3 separate regions of the Sus scrofa genome follow, and regions 1 and 2 are each linked to region 3. A link is a contact called in public Hi-C and HiChIP or PLAC-seq data. All regions are on one chromosome and are shown on one strand. Each heading gives the region's core, a stretch centred on a gene start, on an enhancer-like site or on the middle of the called end of the contact. The rest is flanking DNA. Distances are from core to core; before and after follow the strand shown. Region 1 holds the start of LETM2 (LETM1 domain-containing protein LETM2, mitochondrial). Region 2 holds the start of EIF4EBP1 (eukaryotic translation initiation factor 4E binding protein 1). Region 3 holds the start of DDHD2 (phospholipase DDHD2).

Region 1 (3,580 bases), core at 605-3,104, 160 kb before region 3:
GAGAGTAGGATTTAAATGTTTTTAACTATCGCAAGGGTAGAAACTCTGCATATTCTATTCAAGGTGTCAAATCTCCCTCAAGTTCATTTCCTATAATCACGAATTTGAGAATGGGACTTTAAGACCTCCACAAATAGAAATGATCTCTAATATGATGATGCTGGTGATGATAGGGTCTTCAAAGACATTTTGATATCTGGTCAATAGCACTCAATAATTCACTTGAATGTCTGCCAACTGTTGAAGAAGCTAATCAAGACACACTTATTTGTAGCTTAAAAATACAGGTAGACAGTAAACAGCCTGGGTTTGTTTTCAGTAGTTTTTTCCCCCACCTGGCCAAGCTGCCGCCAGTACTCGATAGCTGCCGAAAGTACTCGTTTTCATAATATTGAAAATATACATAGTACCTACTAAGAATTTGAATGGAGATGAACAGGTGTCCTGAGCTAGTGATTCTCCAAAGAGCCCAAACCGACCTTTAAATAAGCTTTACCAAAATCTTTGTCCATACTATGGCGCTTTTCAGCCATAGGATGGAGAAAGAACTTTAGTATCTCACAGCGTCAGCCCGTTTTCCTGAAGCTGGGAAAGGAGTACAAGTCTCTCCAGGAGGGAAATCTCATCCACAGAGCTGACATTTTGAACAATTTAAATAATACCTTGAAATATCTGAACCCAGACTAAGGGCGGGTGGTCTCCTGCTGGAGAGAGACCAGACCCCATCCGGCGGTTAATCTAGTTTCGGCCGGGGGCACTCTCAGCCAGGACCGAATGCAACCACTTCCCGGGAGAGCCGGGGCGGGGTTGGGGCAGAATCGGGGCGGGGCCGGGAGGCCAGGCCCACCTGCGCCTTCTCGCCGCGGCGCCCTCTCGCCCGGATCCCGGGCTCTCCCGGTTACCTTTGCCTCCGATTCTCGACGACGTCGGGGCAGAACGCTCCCTACGCTTTCCCAGCCGATGGCTTTTGTGCGCGTTGTGCGTTAGTGGACTGTGTTTGCTGTGGTGGGGTCGGAGGTTGGGGGGGGGGTCTTTGTTTTTTGGATCGGGGGTGGTGCAGGCACTGGCCTTGGCAATCCTGCTTTTTGGAAGGAAGGCGAGGAGAAGCCGGGCGCAGGGTACGTAAGATAACGAGGAAGCGAAGCACGGAAAGAGCAGGGATGGAAAGTTGGGGGCGGGGGCGGAGAGCCGAGGTCAGGGGCTGAGGAGAGCGCTGGGTGGGGACTGGAAACTGTCGGGAAAATCAGAGCGCTGATGGGAGGAGCAGGATGTGGAGGGAGTGGGCTCTGGAGGAAAACAGGCAGGCGCGGTCCACCAAGCAACAGCTTAAGGACTTGACCCGCCCACCCTACCTCCTCCGGCCGGCTCCCGGGAACGGCTGCCTCAGTCCTCCAGTGCCTTCCCAATTCCCCTCCTCCCCCAGCTGCCCCAGCTAGAAGGGCCCGAAGCCCTATCTATGGCTCCACCTCTTTCCTCATCCGTTACGTCACTCTGAGTGACGACACCACCCACCAATGAGCTCTGAGATTCTGGGGCGCGAGGTCGTCCTTCGCGTAGGCATCCCAGGGGACCGCAAGGTCTGGTTCCACCCGCCAAAGGACTCCTTTACTGGGTTTAGTTTAAGGAGTGTCTATGCTGGGCGGAGGGCGGGCGCGCTCAACGGTCTTGTCCACATTTTGTAGGCTGTGGACTCCCACCTCCAAAACCCTTCCTTGGAGGCCGGATTAAAGAAGCTTTTACCCTATCGATAGCATAATATGTCTGATAGTCGCCATGGTAACAATCTCGGAGTACGAATTACATCACTTTGCTATATTCACCCCACCTTCCAACTCCGCAACTGCGGGGAGGGGTGGGCGGCAGGGAAAGAAGTGGGGAGAGGGAGTGGCAGAAAGGGCGGGAATGGTTAAGAAAAACATCCCTCTCCTATCTTCAGGGCCCCAAACTGGAGTGCTGTGAAGTCTTCGTATGGAAGTCTGAATTCCACTAAAAATTTCTTTATAAATGTTCTAAGTTATTATGATCAGTAGTTTCTGTAGAAATCTCAAAATAACATGTAAAAAAGAAAAAGTATATATAGTAGCCGTGCAGTAACATAGCACTTCAGTTCTTAGGATGGGTAACTGGGCCTTCTGGAAAAGGAAAAGATCTAAAAATGTTCTCGCCCCCCAATTATCTCTACTTATCCATTTCATCTGGCTCTAGGAGGAAAAAAAATTTTTGGTGGTCTACTTTAACACCAGACAGCAAGGAATTGCTTTCACACGGAGAATATTTCTCTTAATATGTGCCTGACCACAGACTTTACTCATCTGGGCTGCACATTTAAAAATGCAGACAGCTTTTTTTTTTTTTTTTTTTAAGGGAAAGTATGATACAGACAGCTTTTAATCCACAAAGCATTTTTCAGCTAATGACCAAAAGTATCGACTATGTTAAATAGGCCAAACTTTACAGTTTGGCCACTAGAGGGCCCTTTGTGCACGTCTGATGCCCAACTTTCCACACAGAGGCTTCACCTTCTGTGTTTACCAGAATTAACACATCTATTTACAAAGCTTTGGTCTCCTTACCTTTCTTTCTTTGAAAATTCCCAATGGTAAATTTTGAGCTCTAAAAGGCTAGGTAGGTATAATTTTCACATTAATTTCATAAATTAATCACTGCACTATCATGTATATGTACTTTTCTGGAAAAGATCATAAAAGATGCAAAAATATTCCTCTCAGATCCCTGGGAGACATTTTATACCGGGAAATATTCTTATTCATGCATTGTATTCATTTACAACCAGACACAGTGAAAATCATTAAGTATTCATAAACCAGATGAATAATTCCAAGCCCAGTATTTGAAAGATGAGCTAGATTTTCTACCATGGCCATATGTCAGCAATCCTATTTTAAAAGGAGAAAGGTTAAGAATCTTACTTTTTGGGAGTTTCCATCGTGGCACAGCAGAAACGAATCTGACTAGGAACCATGAGGTTGTGTGTTCAATCCCTGGCCTCACTCAGCAGATTAAGGATCTGGTGTTGCTATGAGCTGTGGTGTAGGTCACAAATCTAGCTGGGATCTGGTGTCACTGTGGCTGTGGTGTAGGATGGCAGCTGTACCTCTGATTAGACCCCAGCCTGGGAACCTACATATGCCGCCAGTGTGGCCCTAAAAAGACAAAAAGGAAAAAATAAAGAGTCTTTCTTATTGAAATCCATTAGTTCAAAGCAATGTTGCCTTCTCTTGTTATCAGTCCTGGTGATTTTTTTGACTTTCAGGATAAGTGATTTATCATGTAATGAGTTTTTGAATATAATCTTCAGAAGAGAAAAACTTTTTTTTCCTCCCTAAGCTGAGCCCTGAGAATTGTATTAGATTACTGTCTTAAGAAACTGCAGAGCTCCCAATGTGGCTCAGCAGTAATAAACCCGATTAGTATCCATGAGGATTTGGGTTCAATCCCTGGCCCTACTCAGTGGGTTAAGAATCCATCATTGCCCTGAGCTGCAGTGTAGGTCCAGACACAACTACACCTGTGGATCTGGCGTTGCCATGGCTGTAGTATAGGCCTTCAGCTGCAGCTG
Region 2 (3,598 bases), core at 240-2,739, 150 kb after region 3:
GATCGCTGGGCATTTGTCCTTGAATCATTTTTAATAGACGAGACAGAATTTCTCCCCTCTATGCTTGGCTGCTATTTCTTGTTCAATGTGGGAAAATGGTATGACATGGGACAGTGGACACGTTTTTCCAAATTGGGGCCTGGGTGCCAGTTCTGGCCTATAAGGCAGCTCGGTTGCACAAGAACATCTAAGATCCTTAAAAGTTCTAACGTTGTGTGTTTTGGATCAAACAGCCCAGGGCTCGGATCTGGCTGCGCTCGCTGGTGGTGGGACAGCTGCTTGAGAAAATAAGCATGTGGCCCCGACGCTGGCAGGCGGCTAGGCTGCAGCTCCGCCCGCGGCCGCCCGCACCCGTGTTTCTCAGCGAAGCGCCAGGATCGGTGGAGTTTTTCGAGTAGTTTGGGAAGCAGCGGTGGAAGCGGGTGTAGGGGAGGGAAGAAGGGCAGAAACGGGTGAGCGCAGTGCGAGAACGAAAGAGAAGTGGTGAGCCACGAGGATTTCATCATGCAAACGCGCCGGCAGGTTTCATCAGCGCCCATACGCCAGGGCTCCGGAGCTGGCAGGGAATGCCAGGCTCCCGAGCGCAGCCCAAGGCTGCCCCCGCCCCGCGCCAGCTCAGCTTCCTCTTCCTCATCAACTCTCTGGGAGGTCACACGGCCCCCCTCCCCCCCGGAGAGAAGAACGTGTTTTTCTGCACAGCGTTGCCCGCGGCCCCGGGTTCCTTCGCGGAGATCCTCAAGCCTAAAAGGGCAATTTGTTCCAGAAGCCGCCGAGGCTCCAAAGCTGGGGGTGCCCCGGGAAGGAAAACGGTCTCTGCCAAGAGCCATTCACCCCAACAGAGAGCGCCCATCCCGACCCCTAAAAACCTCAGGCCAGCCCTCTCCGTGGTTGGGAGGCCAACCTGACCCCACCCTATTCAGCCTCAGAACAGCCCCCAACACCCACAAGGGGCAGCACACCTCGGCCTATGGCAGTCCTGGAAGCGAGCGCTTGTTTTTGGCGGGGGGAATCAGCTGTCTCTCCCAGAAAGAAGGAGCTATAAGGTGGCATTTGCAGCCGCGGCTCTGGAGCACGCACCCCTAGGGCAGGCAATGGAAGGCGCCCCCCGCGCCCCCCTGTCGTTCCAGGTGGCCACCTCCGTGCCCCTCACAGCCACCCTCGTGCCCCTTATCCGTTCTTTCCAGTCACCACGCCCCGAAGCCCTGTCGCCCCGTCCAACTGGAGTTCCCTATCCCTCCCCCTGGCCAGTCAGTCCTTCCCAGCGTCCGCACCCAGAGACCCCGAGCGGCGCCCCCGGGCCCGCGCCTACCTCCTGGGGTGGTGCTGAAGAGCGTGCCGCCGGGAGTGGTGCTGTAGTCCCCGGGCGGCAGCTGCACGCCATCGCCGAGGACCACCCGGCGAGTGGTGGGGATTGCCCGGCTTGGGGTCTGGCTGCAGCTGCTGCCGCTGGACATGGTCTCCCGCGCGAGGAGCCCGGACCCAGAGCGTGGCCCTGGCGCCCCTCTGGCCTCGCTCTGCCTCGCTCGGGCCCGCCCCGCCCGAGACCGCCCCTTCCGCCGCCTGGGCTGCCACCCCCTGGGATTTGTAGTTCCCGCTGCGCTGCCGCCCCGCCCACCGCCCGGGGGCTGCGGGCACAGGAGTCCTCTTCCGCGCTGGGTCCCGGGCACCCCACAGACGGGCTCCTGAGCGTAGTTGCTAGCGCCGCTCCCCTATTCCTTTCCGCCTCCTAGCTGCCCCGCCGCTAATCCCTTCGGGTCCCCGAGAGCCACGCGGGCAGGAACCGGTGGATGGGAAGGAAGATTCCGAGGCTTGCCTGTGTTAATGCCTTTCTAGCTCGGACTGCGCTGGGGTCCCAGCGGACCCAGCCCACTCTGGAAAGGCTAGCTGCAACACTGGGACATCAGGCGAGAAGGTCCCCTGCCTCCGAAAGCCTTCCGTGTTCCGTGCTCTATTTCCTCAGATGAGAAAGCGAGGATTGGTTGGTCATTCATCAATTTATTGAACATTCACGATGTGGCAGTCGTGGAAGAAATGTAGAATTAGGATCTGGGGACAAAACATCAAGCTGGGTGATGAGGGCTAAACCCGGAGCGAGGAGGCTGGGAGGGAGTGGACGTCGGTGGTGGTGGGGAAATATTGGTCAAAGAAGGTTATTTGCAGCCCTTTGAGTTGGGTCAGTGGATCCTGACCCCCACGCTGCCCGAAGTTTGGCAGGAGCTCTTTATTATTATTTATTATTTATTTTTTTAATCTTTTCGCCATTTTCTTGGGCCGCTCCCGCGGCACATGGAGGTTCCCAGGCTAGGGGTCTAATCGGAGCTGTAGCCACCGGCCTACACCACAGCCATAGCAACGCGAGATCCGAGCTGCGTCTACAACCTACACCACAGCTCACGGCAGCGCCGGATCCTTAACCCACTGAGCAAGGCCAGGGATCGAACCCTCAACCTCATGGTTCCTAGTCAGATTCGTTAACCACTGTGCCACGACGGGAACTCGCCTGAACTCACTTGAACTCCCCTGGCAGGAGCTCTTTAAATGAACGCAGGAACAAACGAAGGAATATTCAAGTGGAGGACAAAAAAACCTGTGGTGGCCACATCCGGGAAGAGTAGAGAGAGAAAAGTTTAAAAGAGAAATCCAGGGAATTCCCTTTTGGCAGAAGTGGTTAAGGGTCAGGCATTGTCACCGTAGCAGTGACTCAGGTCACTGTTGTGGTACCGGTTCCATCCCTTGCCTGGGAACTTCCACATGCTGGGTGGCAGGAAAGAAAGAAAGGATGGAGGAAGGAAGGAAGAAAGGAAGGAGGGAGGGAAGGAGGAAGGAAGGAGAGAGAGAGAAGAAAGAAAGAAAGAGGAGTGTCCGGAGTTCCCTCGAGCTCCCCTTGTGGCACAGGGGAAATGAATCTGAAGAGGAACCATGAGGTTGTTAATTCTATCCCTGGGCTCGCTCAGTGGGTTAAGGATGTGACATTGCCATGAGTTGTGGTGTAGGTCGCAGACTCGACTGGGATCTGGCATTACAGTGGCTGTAGCTCCCATTCAACCCCTAACCTGGGAACCTCTATATGCCAGGAAGTGCAGCCGTAAAAATAAAAAAAAAAGAAAAAGAAAAAAGAAAGAGGAGTTCCTGTTGTGGCTCATCGGTAAGGAACCCGACTAATATCCATGAGGATGCAGGTTCAATCCCTGACACCAGATTGCTGTGGCTATGGCGTAGGCTAGCAGCTGCAGCTCCAATTCCACCCCTAGCCTGGGAACTTGTGGCCCTTAAAACAAAGAAAGAAAAGGGAAATAGAGCTGACTTGTGAAAAAGCTTTTAAATCAGGCCAGGGTGTTTAGACTTGGTCATCCAAGGCGGTAGCTATCAGAGAGAGATCTTTTAAGCAGGGGGGTGATTATCTTTAAGAGAGGTAACTCTTAGCCATAGATTTTGAGAATGGACTACTGGAGGGTGAGGCTGGAGATAGAGAGACCGGTTAGATTTGGTCATTCCTGAGCTAAATTGTAGGCCTATGCTGTCCGGCATGGTAGCCACGGCCACTGAGCGCTTGGAGTGTAGTTAGTCCACAATCACAAGTGTAAAGTACATACCAGAT
Region 3 (3,828 bases), core at 755-3,254:
GGGCCTCACTCAGTGGGTTGGGGATCCAGCGTTGCCATGAGCTGTGGTGTAGGTCGAAGATGTGACTCAGTTTCCGCATTGCTGCGACTGTGGCATAGACAGGCAACTGTAGCTCTGATTTGACTGCTAGCCTGGGAAACTCCATATGCTGCAGGTGCAGCCCTAAAAAGCAAAAAACAAACAAGACTGGGAATATATAGTTTAGAGCGATAACACTAAATCCTTGCCTATTACAAGTCATTGTTTTGACGTACCATTGTCATATGCCTCTTCCAGTTGCTGTGAATCCTCAGAGTTGAAAGGAATCCATGTCTCCTTAGAATCTATTATCTTACAGTAAAACCAATGAGGAGAAACTGGTTCATACAAACTGCTGGCATCCATGTCTATTAGCTCAAAGGAACTACATGAGTTTGGTGATGGGGATGGATCTGACTGGGACAATTGTTCCTGGTGTGATTCCACTGATGACATTTCGTTCTCTAAAAGACAAAGGAAAATTATCATAAAAATGTTTCCTTCTATTAACAGTTGTTCAAAGACACACAACTGGTCATTTTAAGGAGTCACTTCTGAAAGAAAAATCTAAGGAGGCTACACAATTTGAAATAGAAATAACATAACAGAAATAACAGCTGGATTTTTTTTTTTTTTTTTAGGGGAGAGGTTTTAAACAAAATGCTTCTTATTGTTAGACCAACCACTCTGTAGTGATTTCCCAGTTCTCTCAGAAAACTACATGGTTTTAATTAAACAAAACCAGAATCACAAGAAACACCTGATCAAACTCTTGATTGCAAAAAAACAAACCACCACCAACAAAAAAACCCCACTTTACCCCAATTTCAAATCTAAGTCTACTGTCAGAGGCAAAAAAATTTACTCTAACAAAGTCTTAACACCTGGTTTTAGGCTCCAGGCCCCTGTCATTACATATTTACATGACTACTCAAATCTTACAATACCGAAAATAAAACTATCCACTTAAGAACTGGTTCTTGTAGAGTGCTTAAATAGGAACTACCTTACAAATTCTGAAATCACAAACGCTTGCTTGGGGCCCCTGCGCGCATGCACTGACCCACTCCCACCGTCCAAGTCCCAGATGAAAAGTAACAAGTGACCTCAACAGCTTCCTTCCCTCAAGGAAGACTCTGACCTGTGTGTTTCTATCCTTTCAACACTCTGACCACTCGGCAGACACTAACACTGCAGACATCAAAAGTAAACCCAGCCTCCCCACTAGGAGAGTGGACAAGATAGTTGCTATCTCCGCAGCCTGCGCAGCTGGACCGCAAACACACGGCCTCTTGAGCGGACGCTCTCCAGGCTTCCGCTACTTTATCTTTTTTCCCAGCATGAATTTACCTTCTCTACCTTGCGTGCTCCTTTTTCCCCGTGGCCCCTGGCCTCATGCAGCCCAGATCAGGGACCTCGGAGCTTGAGAACGCGTCTCCCCCTCCCTCCTCCAAGCCCCGCAAGGAGGGCTGGAGCCTCGATTGCAAACGAAGTAATTTCTCTTTGCCTTCGGGCGCAGTGGATACAAAAGGCGGCCTGTCGTGCCCCTGGAGTCGAGGTCACCTCACCCCGCCGGGACTGGTCCTCCCAGCCCCCTTCCCCGCCTTGGGCAGCGCGTCCTCCTCCGCTGCTGGCACCTCCATCCTGCAGTGCCTCCAACACGCACCTGGGTCTGAGCCCTTGGCCAGGCCGCCGCCCCTAACGCGCTGCCACGGACTCACCTAACAGCTCCGCAGCCTTTCACTCTTTCCTGCCCTCGCCGAAGGGGGCAGGACATGTCCCTGCGGAGGCCTTCCCCCGAGCCCGGGCGGGGCAGGGCGGAGCCTGCGGCCCCGCCGGGCTCGCGCCCAACTCTGAGCTCCACCGCGCTCCCAGCGTGCGAGCGCTCCTGCAGGGCTACTAAAAGCAAAGGTGAAGTGACATGTAGCTCCCGGTCGAGGCGGCGGCGGGTGGGGCGTGGAGGCCCGCAGGGGAACTGGCGGGAAGTGTCGCGAGAGGTGGAGGGAATCGCGCGAGATCTGGTCCTCCTAGAGGGCAGGCGGCCGGAGCACTGGGCACGCGGGTGGTGCGTGCAGCGTGCCCTCCACCTGCAGCCAATGCACGGGGACTCCGCGAGGACGGAGGTCTTTGTAAGGCAGGGATGGGGAATGAGACATTATAGGTGGGGAGCATAATTTCGATGAAGGCAATCTTCTTCAAGATGACCAGCCCAGCCTCCTCACCTAGTAGATGAGGAAACAGACCCCCTGAGTCTGTGGTACCCTGGCTAACCCTACTAATGGGCGGGATAGTGCGAGGACACGGGGATGTCACAACCCCTGATGAGAAGTAGGCCGGGGCGCTAGCAACAGCTCCATCCTGCCAGACCTCCACTTCAGGGTGCTGAGGACATTGGCATTTGCAAAGAAAAAGTGTCTTGTCACTGGGGCTTTGCCCCTTCCCCTTTGCGTTTATTAAGATTTAGAGGCTGCCAAAAAGATTTATCTCTGGAAGATGTAGCGGTGAGCTTGGCAGGATTTAAAAGCCGCAAGGGCGGTTTAGGAGGAAATACTTTTTTTTTTTTTTTTTTTTTTTTTTGTCTTTTTGCTATTTCTTTGGGCCGCTCCCGCGGCATATGGAGGTTCCCAGGCTAGGGGTCGAATCGGAACTGTAGCCACCGGCCTACGCCAGAGCCACAGCAACGCGGGATCCGAGCCATGTCTGCAACCTACACCACAGCTCACGGCAACGCCGGATCGTTAACCCACTGAGCAGGGGCAGGGACCGAACCCGCAACCTCATGGTTCCTAGTCGGATTCGTTAACCACTGCGCCACGACGGGAACTCCCCAGGAGGAAATACTTTTGTCCAAATAAGATAACTGGGGAGTTCCCGTAGTGGCTCAGCGGTTAACGAACCTGACTAGGATCCATGAGGATGCGGTTTCGATCAGTGGGCTCGCTCAGTGGGTTAAGGATCCCGCGTTGGGGTGAGCTGTGGTATAGGTCACAGACTCTGCTGGGATCCTGCGTTGTTGTGGCTGTGGCGTAGGCCGGCAGCTGTAGCTCGTATTAGACCCCTAGCCTGGGAACTTCCATATGTCACGGGTGCCACCCTAAGAAGAAAAAAAGAAATAACATAACTGAAGAGTTTAAATGAATTTCCTGATTGGTAGACCTGCCCAGCTCTCCTGAGTATACAGTTTTCTGGAAGGCCTCAATTCCTTTAGGGCATGCAATAAAATGCTTCCCTATTTTCTAACTATATTACAGGGCGGGGTTCACGGAATGCTGAAAATGGAAGTTTTATTTCTGCAAAAGCTGAGAAAAAGGAAACTAAAGGAATTTTTCTAACACCTTAATTCTTTCACCGTTTAAAAACCACACACAGGAGATCCTGTCGTGGTGCAGCAGAAACGAATCTGACTAGGAACCATGGGGTTGCAGGTTCGATCCCTGGCCTCACTCAGTGGGTTAAGGATCCGGCATTGCCATGAGTTGTGGTGTAGGTCACAGACTCGGCTTGGATCTGGCGTTGCTGTGGCCGTGGCGTAGGCTGGCAGCAACAGCTCTGATTAGACCCCTAGCCTGGGAACCTCCATATGCCGAAGGTGTGCCCCTAGAAAAGGTAAAAAGACAAAAAATAAAATAAAAATAAAAACCACACACAATTACCCACAAGTGTATATAGGCCTTCTAAAATTTATAACGCCTGAATAGATCCTGTTTTCTCCAGGAGGATGAAGGAAGCCAGGGCTGTGTCTCAGTCTCTAGGCATCTGATTCAGATGCCTTGCTAATATAACTAAAAATGGTAGCCAGCTTTTACTGAG

What was found. Hi-C and Micro-C count contacts between places; a contact is called where the count stands out from the background. HiChIP or PLAC-seq counts read pairs in DNA pulled down with a chosen protein or histone mark.
Region 1: a Hi-C map of embryonic fibroblasts shows a contact between it and region 3, with 2.2 times the contacts expected there. The contact joins the promoter of LETM2 here to the promoter of DDHD2 in region 3. A contact is called at or near these places in 1 of 5 promoter capture datasets (liver), 1 of 47 Hi-C or Micro-C datasets (embryonic fibroblasts) and 1 of 2 datasets of contacts at active chromatin or transcription factors (alveolar macrophages).
Region 2: a contact with region 3 is called in an H3K27ac HiChIP or PLAC-seq map of alveolar macrophages. The contact joins the promoter of EIF4EBP1 here to the promoter of DDHD2 in region 3. A contact is called at or near these places in 2 of 5 promoter capture datasets (fetal liver and liver), 6 of 47 Hi-C or Micro-C datasets (embryonic fibroblasts, fetal heart ventricle, fetal skeletal muscle and 2 more) and 2 of 2 datasets of contacts at active chromatin or transcription factors (alveolar macrophages and skeletal muscle).

What each region holds. Positions count from the first base shown.
Region 1 is chr15:48,130,572-48,134,151 of Sscrofa11.1, forward strand. LETM2 (LETM1 domain-containing protein LETM2, mitochondrial) reads right to left here and starts at 1,855. Exons shown (of 9, transcript XM_013984075.2): 1 at 1,353-1,855. The region is part of intron 1 of NSD3 (histone-lysine N-methyltransferase NSD3); the gene reads left to right.
Region 2 is chr15:48,441,884-48,445,481 of Sscrofa11.1, forward strand. EIF4EBP1 (eukaryotic translation initiation factor 4E binding protein 1) reads right to left here and starts at 1,490. Exons shown (of 3, transcript NM_001244225.1): 1 at 1,310-1,490. The coding sequence starts at 1,454.
Region 3 is chr15:48,290,397-48,294,224 of Sscrofa11.1, forward strand. DDHD2 (phospholipase DDHD2) reads right to left here and starts at 2,005. Exons shown (of 16, transcript XR_002339364.1): 1 at 1,740-2,005; 2 at 255-482.